Linked DNA regions of Mus musculus: all the other regions are linked to region 1. A link is a contact called in public Hi-C and HiChIP or PLAC-seq data. All regions are on one chromosome and are shown on one strand. The core of a region is the stretch at or near the end of the contact, and the rest is flanking DNA. Distances in the headings are between cores, read along the strand shown. Region 1 holds the start of Slc45a1 (solute carrier family 45, member 1). Region 2 holds the start of Per3 (period circadian clock 3). Region 3 overlaps Rere (arginine glutamic acid dipeptide (RE) repeats).

Region 1 (3,216 bases), core at 374-2,873:
TGACTTCTCTGGCTTCCCAGGTACTGGCACACACACACACACACACACACACACACACACACACACACACACACACGTGAAAATTAAGGTTTAAAAATAAAAAATTACATTTGAAGTTGGGCAGTGGTGGCACATGCCTTTAATCCCAGCACTCGGGAGGCAGAGGCAGGCAGATTTCTGAGTTCAAGGTCAGCCTGGTCTACAGAGTGAGTTCGAGGACAGCCAGGGCTACACAGAGAAACCCTGTCTTGAAAAATCAAGAAAAAAAATGTTAAATGCTTTACAAAATTTTATACTGTGACAGATTTTTTTAAAGTTACTTTTCTGTGGGCAGTTAGAGACACAACCTCTGACTTGCAGCAGGATACACCAGGCTAGCCCACCCAGGAGCTTCAAGAGATTTCCATCTCTGCTTCCTATCCAGCCCTAGGGCTGCCAGGATTGCAGGTACACGATACCACTACTGGTGGCTTTAAATGGGACATGGGGATTCAAATTCAGGTCCCCTTGCTTGGGCAGCAATTTCTTTATCCACTGAGCCATCCCTAACCTGTTATGGGCTGTTTCAACAGCACTTGATTAACAAAAAAGAAACATGCAATAACCTGAATACTTAAAAAAATGTATCTCACTTGGAATCAACCCATTTTCTTTTCTCTTTTCTGTTAAACAAAACAAAACGAAATGAAACAAACAAACAAACAAAAAACGGGGGGAGGGGGCTTTCCACCCATGGGGTTGCCTTAGGGTCAGTTCTCTTTCACCTCCTACAGATTCTCAGAGCTGTTAGTTCAAACCTCTTAAGGGGATGGAGCACTGAATCGGGGCCCAGTTCTGCTACATCTCCGGGACTTTGACTCCTTACTCAGGGCTAACTTGCCTCCAAAGTCCCGACTAGAAGCACTCTGACTTTGTTTCATCAGCACCTGACTCTCCTCCCCCTAAGAACAGGAAAACAAACGTTCTAACGACTCCAGGGGTCGTGAGAGGTTATTATCCAGAAGAGAATGAAGGGGAGGTTTGCCCGCCTCTAGTGTCAGCTTTAGCATGACACCCTCAGCGATATGACTCAGGACAGAGGTAATGACAGGGTGCTGTTCCCCATAACCCAGACATCCCAGGAGATGTTTTACAAAGGCCCCTGACCATCCAGAGGACTCAGCCTCAGGGAGGAGGTGAACCGGAAGCTGATGACACCTGCCCAGGTGGCCGGGAACAGGCCTGGGGCTCAATAAACAGAGCAGACGCTGGGTGCAAATTTTACCAGACTGCTTCTCCCTCTAGGCCTGCGGTTGCTGCGCCCCCGGAGGTTCCATTCTCAGCTTAATTCACTAAACATCCAAGAAGAACAAAGGTCTCCATGCCTGCCTAGAGCCCCCAGCCTGGGCACTAGTATCATCCTGGGGCCTAAGCAGCATTGCTCCCGGCGCCAAGCCGCGGAGCTGGGCAGAGGGCGCAGGAGGAAACGCCCGGTACCTGTACGTCCAGACGGGAGGCATCCCTTTCCCAGGCTGGGTTCCTGGTTCTTCGGGGTACAGCTCCGTCCTAGCCCGGCGCCCCCGGCCCCGCCGCGGCAGCTGCAGCATCACCCCGTGGGGCGGGGCCGTGACGTCACGGCTGCATCCCGCCGCTAGGTCCCGCAGAGCATCCTTAAAGCAGCCGGTTGGCTGTGCCATCGCACCTTTGGGGACAACCGGGGTCTATAGGCAGAATGCAGGAGTGGGAGGCAGTATGACTTTGTGGGACCAGTTCCAAAAACAGAACAAAACAAAAAAACCTGAGCGAAAAAAGAAAGACAGACATATAATAGTTTATGTTTGTTTTTCCATGGTCATGAATGTATTATAAAAGCACTTGCCGGGGCCCGTGACTGTTCTTCCTCATTCTCATTTTAAAGGAAATACATACATTTTTGTGTCTTCAATTCTAAGTAAATAGCCGTGCATATGTTTATAGATAAACACGTACCCCCTAAAATTGTGCCCATTGCACTAAACCAATCCCCCAAAGTATTACACTCATTATTCTGGCCACAGATCCATCAGGTGGCCGGGCTATGCCAGGCTTTATTCTAGACCCCTTGATGTAAGGAAGAGAGGGGGAAACCTTTCCGACCTCAGGGTTGACAGGCTAGAGAGGAATATACACATTAAATAGGATAAATAAAATAAATACGTAGGTGCTGGAGAGATGACTCAGTGGTAACAAGCCTTGCCAAGCAAGTCTGGAGATCTGAATTCAGTCCCTGGAACCCACTAAAGGTGGAAGGACAGATTCAACTCCAGTAATGTGCCCTCTGATCCTCCCCATAGCATCTGTGACACACACCCACCACTGCGCATATTCACAGTAAAGCATGCCAATGGTGTGTCAGAACACACAACTCCCTCAGAATACATACAATTTCAGATGAAACTGCTAAGGTAGAGAGATTATGGTGACTCTCCCGGGACTCTGCTGCCCACCAGTGACTGTGGCTGAAGTTGACTGTGTAGTTGCATGTCACTGAGAGTCTTAGTTCAGCTTCTGCACAGGGCATACATGTGTGCAGGCATGCAGTCTTTACTTGCCTAGCAACATTTTTGTAAGGGAAGAGGACACCTATGTTGGCTGTGACTAAACACAAACACAAGAAACAACTCCAGGGAGAGGGCTTATTCTGGCCTCTCGTTCTAGAGAACAGCGTAGGGGCGGGAGGGTGAGGCGCTACCCACACCACACCCACGATCTGGAAGCAGAGAGAGAGAGAGATGAAGGCTCCTTTGCATGCAGTCCAGGCCCCCAGCCATGGGATGGTGCAGCCCACATTCAGTGTGGGTCTTACATACTTAATGAAGCGGCCAGGTAAACACGGTGATGCTTCTTAGGAGAGACCAGATGCCATGGGGTTGATAATCAATATTTACGATCTCCAGCAACTCCAGCAAACAAGAAAGCAGGTAGATAGGGGGTGTGGGGCTGAGGGAGGGGTGTAGGGCTGAGGGAGGAGCATGGGGCTGAGGGAGGAGCGTGGGGCTGAGGGAGGGGCGTGAGGCTGAGGGAGGGGCGTGGGGCTGAGGGAGGAGCGTGGGGCTGAGGGAGGGGCGTGGGGCTGAGGGAGGGGCGTGGGGCTGAGGGAGGAGCGTGGGGCTGAGGGAGGGGCGTGGGGCTGAGGGAGGAGCGTGGGGCTGAGAGAGGCAGAGATGCTGCAAGTTTGAGTTGAGGAGGCAATGATAT
Region 2 (3,216 bases), core at 307-2,806, 390 kb after region 1:
CTAGAATTCACAAACTATTGATCACAGACTGAGCAAAGCGGTTTCTGCTGGGGGAAGGAAAAACATTTGTTCTTTGATTTAGTCTATTTTGTATATACTACAACTGCATTTCCAAAGTGTGTGCATGACAGAAAAAAACAACCCAGACATGTATTTGCTCGTGTAATCTCCATGGAAGGCAATGCTCCTTGAAAAAGTCCTCTGAGTTTTACTTAAACTGCTCAACTCTTTACTCTTGCAACAGATAGGCACAATATTGCACAGTTACTAAACTGTCAGACAAATAACGTTCTGCTGGCTTTTCAAACTTGGAAAGCCTAAAGCACCACTTACATCAGCTTTAGACTTGCTTGTCTTGGCTACAAATAAAGCCCAAGCCTCTGGAGGCTGGAGTTCCACTGCACATGAGGACTGAGCCCAGCGCCACCCTATTCGCTGCAATGCATTTACCTTGCACACTGTGTACACAGCGCAGGGCATAGTTAAGAGCATCTAGGGTACTGGGCTTAGTGTGCCTCTCGGCTGGGAAATACTTTTTCATTTCTTGGACAACCATTATAAGCTCTTCAGACATTCTGTTTCGGTCTTCGTGTTCACTGAATAGGAAAAAAACAAACAAGAAACCGTAATGGTGGACACTCAAGGAATATCTGATTTTTAGGGATGTCTGGCCACCTCAACTAGCCCAGGTCACAGGTTTAATGCCCTTTCTCTTCCAGGTAGGGGACATTCTACACTTTCATTCTCCCTTCAGTCCCAACTCCGTCAAATTCTTTAACCACTTTCCTCTTTCTTTCCGTACTCTGGTAATTTAGTTTAGTAACATTCCCCCTCCCATCAATCCTCACCGAACTATTTGGAAGTTCCCTTTCAGGTCGCCTCCCCCCCCTACCGCGTCCCCGGGATCAAAAATACAATAAAAAGTTGTAAATCCTGCTTTCCCTGCTCCAGGGAAGGACAATAAACACAGAGGGTGGTGGGGAGACTTCCTAGCGTCACCTGTGGCTGCTGTCCACGCAAGTGCCCTGCAGAGGACCCTCCTGGCCAGACGCCCCCTGGAGCCCCGGTCCCCTAGTCTGGGGACAGTCGCCACCAGGTACTGCCGGGTCTCCACAGGGATCCATCCCGCCTGGCAGCCCTCAGCCTGCTTCTCTCAGTTTGCAGCTAGCAACCAAACCCGGCTTGTTTTGGTCCCTGCCATCGCCTTCGGGAAAGACTGGTCGCCGACCACGCTCATCTGAGGGGCACTTTTCTCCTCAGCATTTCCACAGACTCTGCTGGGGTGACGAGCTACAGCGACAGCTCGATGGCGGAAGCTGGCTGGACGGACCACCAGCGGGGCTCTCAGGGAGCGCGGTCAGCCTGCAACAACTTTTCCACCGTCCTTGCTGGGAAGCCGGCGAGCATCGAGAAACACCTCAGAGAGCAACGTCCGGCGTGACCGGGCAGAAGGCAGGGGCAGCAGCGCCCGGCCGTGCGGGCTCGCAGGCGTCCCGCCAGCCGAGCAACTCGCCGCCGCCCCGCAGAGCCTCGCCCACCCGCGGGCAGTCCAGTCTCGAGGCCGTCCGCGTGCCCAGTGGCCGCCGGCCCCGCCCCCTGCGCGCCAGGGATCCGGTCCCGCCCCTTCGCCGCGCGATTGGTCGCTGTTACCGGCAACACGAGCTCCCATTGGTCAGAGGGCGGGGTGCAGGTCGTGCACGGCGGGGGTTACATAACCGCGGGCGGGTGGGCGGGTGCAAAGGCCCCCGAGTACCTTACATAACGCGCGGGTCGGGCGAGGGCGGCTCTCGGCCAATCCTGGCCAAGTGGAGTGGCCTGGAAGACAACAGGGCCGGGCCGCGCAAGTCTACTGCCGGGCTTCCCGGAGGCGTGGCCTTGGGGCTGTCAGTCACGGGAGGGCGGGGTCCGCGCAGCCAACAGGTAAGTGGACCCGGTGGCGCTTGTGAGTCCGCAGGCCTCTGGGGCTCCCCGGTATCCCAGGAATGCAGTGCTTTGGGGTTCCCATTGTTTTCATCTTTCCAAAACTTGCTGCTTTCTCCCACCCGCCAATATAGGTGAGTGAACCCAGGTAGAATCCAACCGTATTTTCAGAAATACAAGTTTAATGGTACAAGGTAAGGTCCTTGGCTGCCCTCGAGTTACAGGTTCATTTGGCAACAGGAGTTAGATAGTATTGTAAGCGACGCTCTGTTTTCGAGGAAACAGCCAGGATGCTCCTTTTACATAACTGTCTCTACCCTTCAGAAACGAAAGGTACAGGGCAGAGCTCCAGCCTTCTGCTGCCTGGGTACATCAAGAACACACTCGGTAGTGGGTGGAGAGATGGCACAGCACTTGAGAGTTAAGCACCTACTGCTCTTCCTTTGGATGGTTCCCAGGCATCTTCTATCAGTGTCTCACAAAGTGCCTGTAATTCCAGTTATAGGAGATCCAATGCCCTCATCCATCAAGACACCTGCACAGTGAGCATACGCTATCCAGACATACACCACATAAATAATAAGATCTTTAAAAAAATACACTAAGTATTTGTTGGATGAATGAAAGTGTTCAGGCCAAAGGAGAAGGGGAAAATGCCAGAGAGCAAGTATCCACATTTCATATTGGGCAAATGACCGATTTTTAAAAAAAGTCTTTCTCCACACTGGATTACTCTACTCCTGAGTTCTTCAAGAAACATTCATTGTACGACCATTGGGTGCACATGTGGGCAGGGATTATTGTACTGAGGACAGAACCAAATTCTCTCATACTCAACATACAACACATGGATGATGCCTCAAAGTCAAGAAAGCCTAAGATGCTGGTAGGACATAAACTGGTAGGAATGGGAAGGACAGAGGAAGGAGGCAAGAGCCCCAGGGAACAGGCTGGAGGGTAAGGGAGGGCCGCTGAGAAGGGGAACTGAATCTGAGTGATCCTTTGGGGTGGGGGAAATGGGTGGGCTAACAGAACTGAAAAGCACTGTCCCTTTCAGGCCATCCTTGTGAAGTACAGGTTAGTCATTAAGAACCTGAAGCGAGGGCTAGAAAGACGGCTCAGTGCTTAAGAGCACTGACTGCTCTTCTGAAGGTCCCAAGTTCAAATCCCAGCAATCACATGGTGGCTCACAACAATCAATAATGAGATCTGATGCTCTTCTGGTGTGTCTGAAGACAGCTACAGTTACTTAGATATAATAATAATAAATAAATCTAAAAAAAAAAAAAGAACCTG
Region 3 (3,216 bases), core at 253-2,752, 300 kb before region 1:
CATCTTAAACCACAGCCTACTCTTTAGACTTTGTTGGCACCAAGTGCTTCATGGCAGCCGCCTTGCTTTACTTAAGAGTAGGCAGTTACTTTATTTAAATAACGGTTACTTCTGTTGATCCTGGCTATGACAAAAACCAGTTCCTCCAGTATAGTCTGGGTTAATGGAGCTTTAAGTCATTTGGCTATGAAAGTAGTTTAATCAAAGTGAACTCTTATTTAGTAGTATCATGAAACATACTTAATGGAGTGGTGGAGGAGGAGGCAGAAACTGGTTGGTACTTAAAGCTCCCCCAAGCCCCTTTAGATTCACTCTTCCTCAACTTGAAAGCTCACTCACCTCCTTAGGTTGTTTCTGTGCTGTCCTTAGGCGCGAGAACACAGAGTCCGTGTAATTTATGCGGAGCTGCAGGCAGTACCACTGCTGCCTTCTTCTGGGGAAAATCCCTTTCAGGCCCTGAATTGTTCATTCATTGTTATTGCTAACCCAAGGCTAAGGTTGCTAGGTTTTCTTCTTCTGAGTTGTCTTTTTGTAGTTTTATTTGCTGTTCTCCTCCGTTTTGATAATGGATAGCTTAATTTGATCATTAGGATAATTTAATGTAGTGTTTTCAGGATTTGATGGCCCTAAGTGCAGATCAACATTCCTTACTTAGCACCCTGCCTTTTATCTAATGAAAACTCTAGTTGGCTTGTGATAGGTAGGTAAAGGGTCAAAGATGGAAGCCTCTATTGACTGATAATTTGAGTTATTATGCCAGATAGCCTTTTGTTTTGGCATGCAGGGCCAATTTAAATCCTGGTTGTGCGGTTAGGTAGCTGCATCGACCAGAGGTGGTTTAACACCATTGCCTCTTTGTTTGCTCACTGACACATGGATATAATGCGAGTATTCACCTAGAGGAGTATGGTTCTATATGTAAAATTCTTTAAGAATTTATTTATTATTTGTGTGTATATACAAGTGCCTTCTCCATGATTTTATGTGTATTGTGTGTGTGCAGGTGCCAGCATATACTAGAAATGTCAGATCCCTGGAACTTGATATACAGGTTATGTGCTAGCTGCCATATAGGTGGTGGGTGCCAATCCAGGGCCTCTGCAAGAACAGCACATACTTTTAATCAATGAGCCATCTCTCAAGCCCCTATATGTGAAGCTCTTAGATAGCAATATTTTCTTTTTCTTTTTTCTTTTGTTTTGTTGTTGTTTTTTTGTTTTGTTTTTGTTTTACAAGACAGGATTTCTCTGTGTAGCCCTGGCTGTCCTGGAACTCACTCTGTAGACCAGGCTGGCCTCAAACTCAGAGATCCACCTGCCTGTGCCTCCTGAGTGCTGGGATTAAGTCATTTGGCTAGTCATGTGTGCCACCATGCCCGGCTAGCAATATTTTCTTAATGGCTCTCTGTTTTGTCATTACTTCTAATGTCCACCTCTGTCTAAATCTCCCTTCTGTACAGTGTCTGTCATCTTGGTATGACTCAACCAGTGACCTCATTTTAGCTAATTGCATCTGTAACGATCATTTCCAAATAAGTGTTCTAAGGTTCAAGAGAAGACTTGTAGGTCCTCTGGGTTTGAAGGCCCAATTCAACATATGCTTGCTTGTCTTTCTGCCTCTGCTTTTGCTTACCCAGAGCCATATCAAATTTTGCTTTGCTGTAAAAAAATTTTTTTAATGCCAAATCTTAATTCTGTTAATTCTCCTTTCCTGTTTAAAATATCAACTGTTGAGGAGGGAGAGATGCCCCAGTGGGTAAGAGCTCTGGCCATTCTTTCAGAGGATCTGGGTGGAATTCCCAGCACTCACTTGGCAGTTTACAACTATCTATTAACTCCAGTTCCAGGGGCCTGATGCCTTCTTCTGCCATTCTTCTTCTGGGCATTAGGCGCTGATGTGGTACGTAGACATGCACACAGGCAAAACATACACATACAATTAAAAAATTACATTATTTTAAAAATGTAGCTGTTGCTGGTGATGATGATACTATAAATAATTGCTAACTGTGTCCCAGATATCTGCCTAAGAATCACAAAGCCAAGGAGGGCGGCTGACGGCCTATAAGCAGATGTGCTCTCACAGCCTCAGAAATCACCAGTCTTGTGGGTATCTTAATGTCAGGCTTTTATTGTCCGGACTGTGAGATAATACATTTGTCCTATTTGAGTCATTTAATTATGGTAGGAGTAGGCACCAGGCAGATGATGAAATTGTGAACTGAGTCACGACGATGGCCCTACAGAGAAAGTGGAACGAGATCTTTAAAATGCAGGACCAATAAATAATTACTTATGGGGGAGGTGGGGAAGAGTGGAAGTTATGTGCCATGTTAAGTTTGAGGCAAACAGTAGGAAATTTTGCTTATAAGAATATCACTAATACTAATTATTTTTCTCAGTTCCTAATAGGTTATTGCTACTTTTTTAAAAAAAGTAGTTGAGTTTTATTTGTTGAATAATAGTTCTAACCCCGTGATACTTCTAACCTTTTTCTCATTTTTTTTTTTTTTTTTTTTGTTTTTCGAGACAGGGTTTCTCTTTATAGCCCTGGCTGTCCTGGAACTCACTTTGTAGACCAGGCTGGCCTCGAACTCAGAAATCCGCCTGCCTCTGCCTCCCGAGTGCTGGGATTAAAGGCGTGCGCCACCACGCCCGGCTTATTTTCTTAAATCTTACCTGCTTAAGCAGTTTTTCCCCCTTCTTAAAAACAAAGAAAATCTGTCGTGGAGATGGCTCAGTGGTTATTGACATTTGCCGCTCTTCCAGAGTATGGAGGTTGGGTCCCTAGCACCCTCACGACAGTCACAACCGGTTCTAAGTCCAGTTTTAGAGCAAATAATACTTTGTGAAAATCCCGGGCTTTGTTCAGGGATAGGGTGCTGCTGGCTTAGTGTGCCAGAGACCTTGGGCTTGTCTTTAGTTCCCCTGTTCCCAACACAGCAAGTATTATAGTACTTAAAGCAAGTATTAGAACCTTATTTTAGTCTCAATTCTTCTCAGTTTTTATATCTATGATGTTGACTACTGGTTTAAAATCATGGTAATTTTTATTTCAAGAGAGTTCTCATGTTATCCAGGGTGGTTTTAAACGTGCTATCTAGTGGGATAGCCAGTGCGATCTGATCTTGAACTCCTGATTCCTCTTCCATATGTACACCCTCACATTCAACTTAGCTCAGGGATTTTTTTCAGTGATATTTTTATGAGTTGCTTT

What was found. A called contact is a pair of places that touch in the nucleus more often than the background predicts. HiChIP or PLAC-seq counts read pairs in DNA pulled down with a chosen protein or histone mark.
Region 2: a contact with region 1 is called in an H3K4me3 HiChIP or PLAC-seq map of embryonic stem cells, with 10 read pairs. The contact joins the promoter of Per3 here to the promoter of Slc45a1 in region 1. A contact is called at or near these places in 4 of 39 promoter capture datasets (the 3T3-L1 cell line, erythroid cells, hippocampal neurons and 1 more), 2 of 484 Hi-C or Micro-C datasets (cortical neurons and nephron progenitors), 5 of 115 datasets of contacts at active chromatin or transcription factors (craniofacial prominence, embryonic forebrain, embryonic stem cells and 1 more) and 2 of 9 other capture datasets (adipose tissue and embryonic stem cells).
Region 3: a Hi-C map of the N1E-115 cell line shows a contact between it and region 1, with 4 times the contacts expected there. The contact joins the enhancer-like site here to the promoter of Slc45a1 in region 1. A contact is called at or near these places in 4 of 39 promoter capture datasets (the C10 cell line, hippocampal neurons, pre-B cells and 1 more), 2 of 15 datasets of contacts at CTCF or cohesin (embryonic stem cells and pro-B cells), 8 of 484 Hi-C or Micro-C datasets (the Ba/F3 cell line, the N1E-115 cell line, cortical neurons and 3 more), 1 of 115 datasets of contacts at active chromatin or transcription factors (embryonic stem cells) and 3 of 9 other capture datasets (embryonic stem cells, liver and macrophages).

The regions. Positions count from the first base shown.
Region 1 is chr4:150,650,551-150,653,766 of GRCm38.p6, forward strand. It overlaps Slc45a1 (solute carrier family 45, member 1), which reads right to left and starts at 1,624. Exons shown (of 9, transcript NM_173774.3): 1 at 1,477-1,624.
Region 2 is chr4:151,043,109-151,046,324 of GRCm38.p6, forward strand. It overlaps Per3 (period circadian clock 3), which reads right to left and starts at 1,557. Exons shown (of 21, transcript NM_011067.3): 1 at 1,000-1,557; 2 at 451-596. The coding sequence starts at 1,124. It overlaps Gm38529, which reads left to right and starts at 1,745. Exons shown (of 2, transcript XM_017320565.2): 1 at 1,745-1,920.
Region 3 is chr4:150,351,484-150,354,699 of GRCm38.p6, forward strand. The region is part of intron 1 of Rere (arginine glutamic acid dipeptide (RE) repeats); the gene reads left to right. Among named protein-coding and RNA genes, the nearest start is that of Rere, 71 kb to the left of the region's middle. Within about 2 kb of position 1,503, at least 17 of the 459 cell types and tissues checked have an H3K27ac peak or open chromatin away from gene starts, as enhancers often do. A contact at or near this core is called in the N1E-115 cell line, where this site is marked.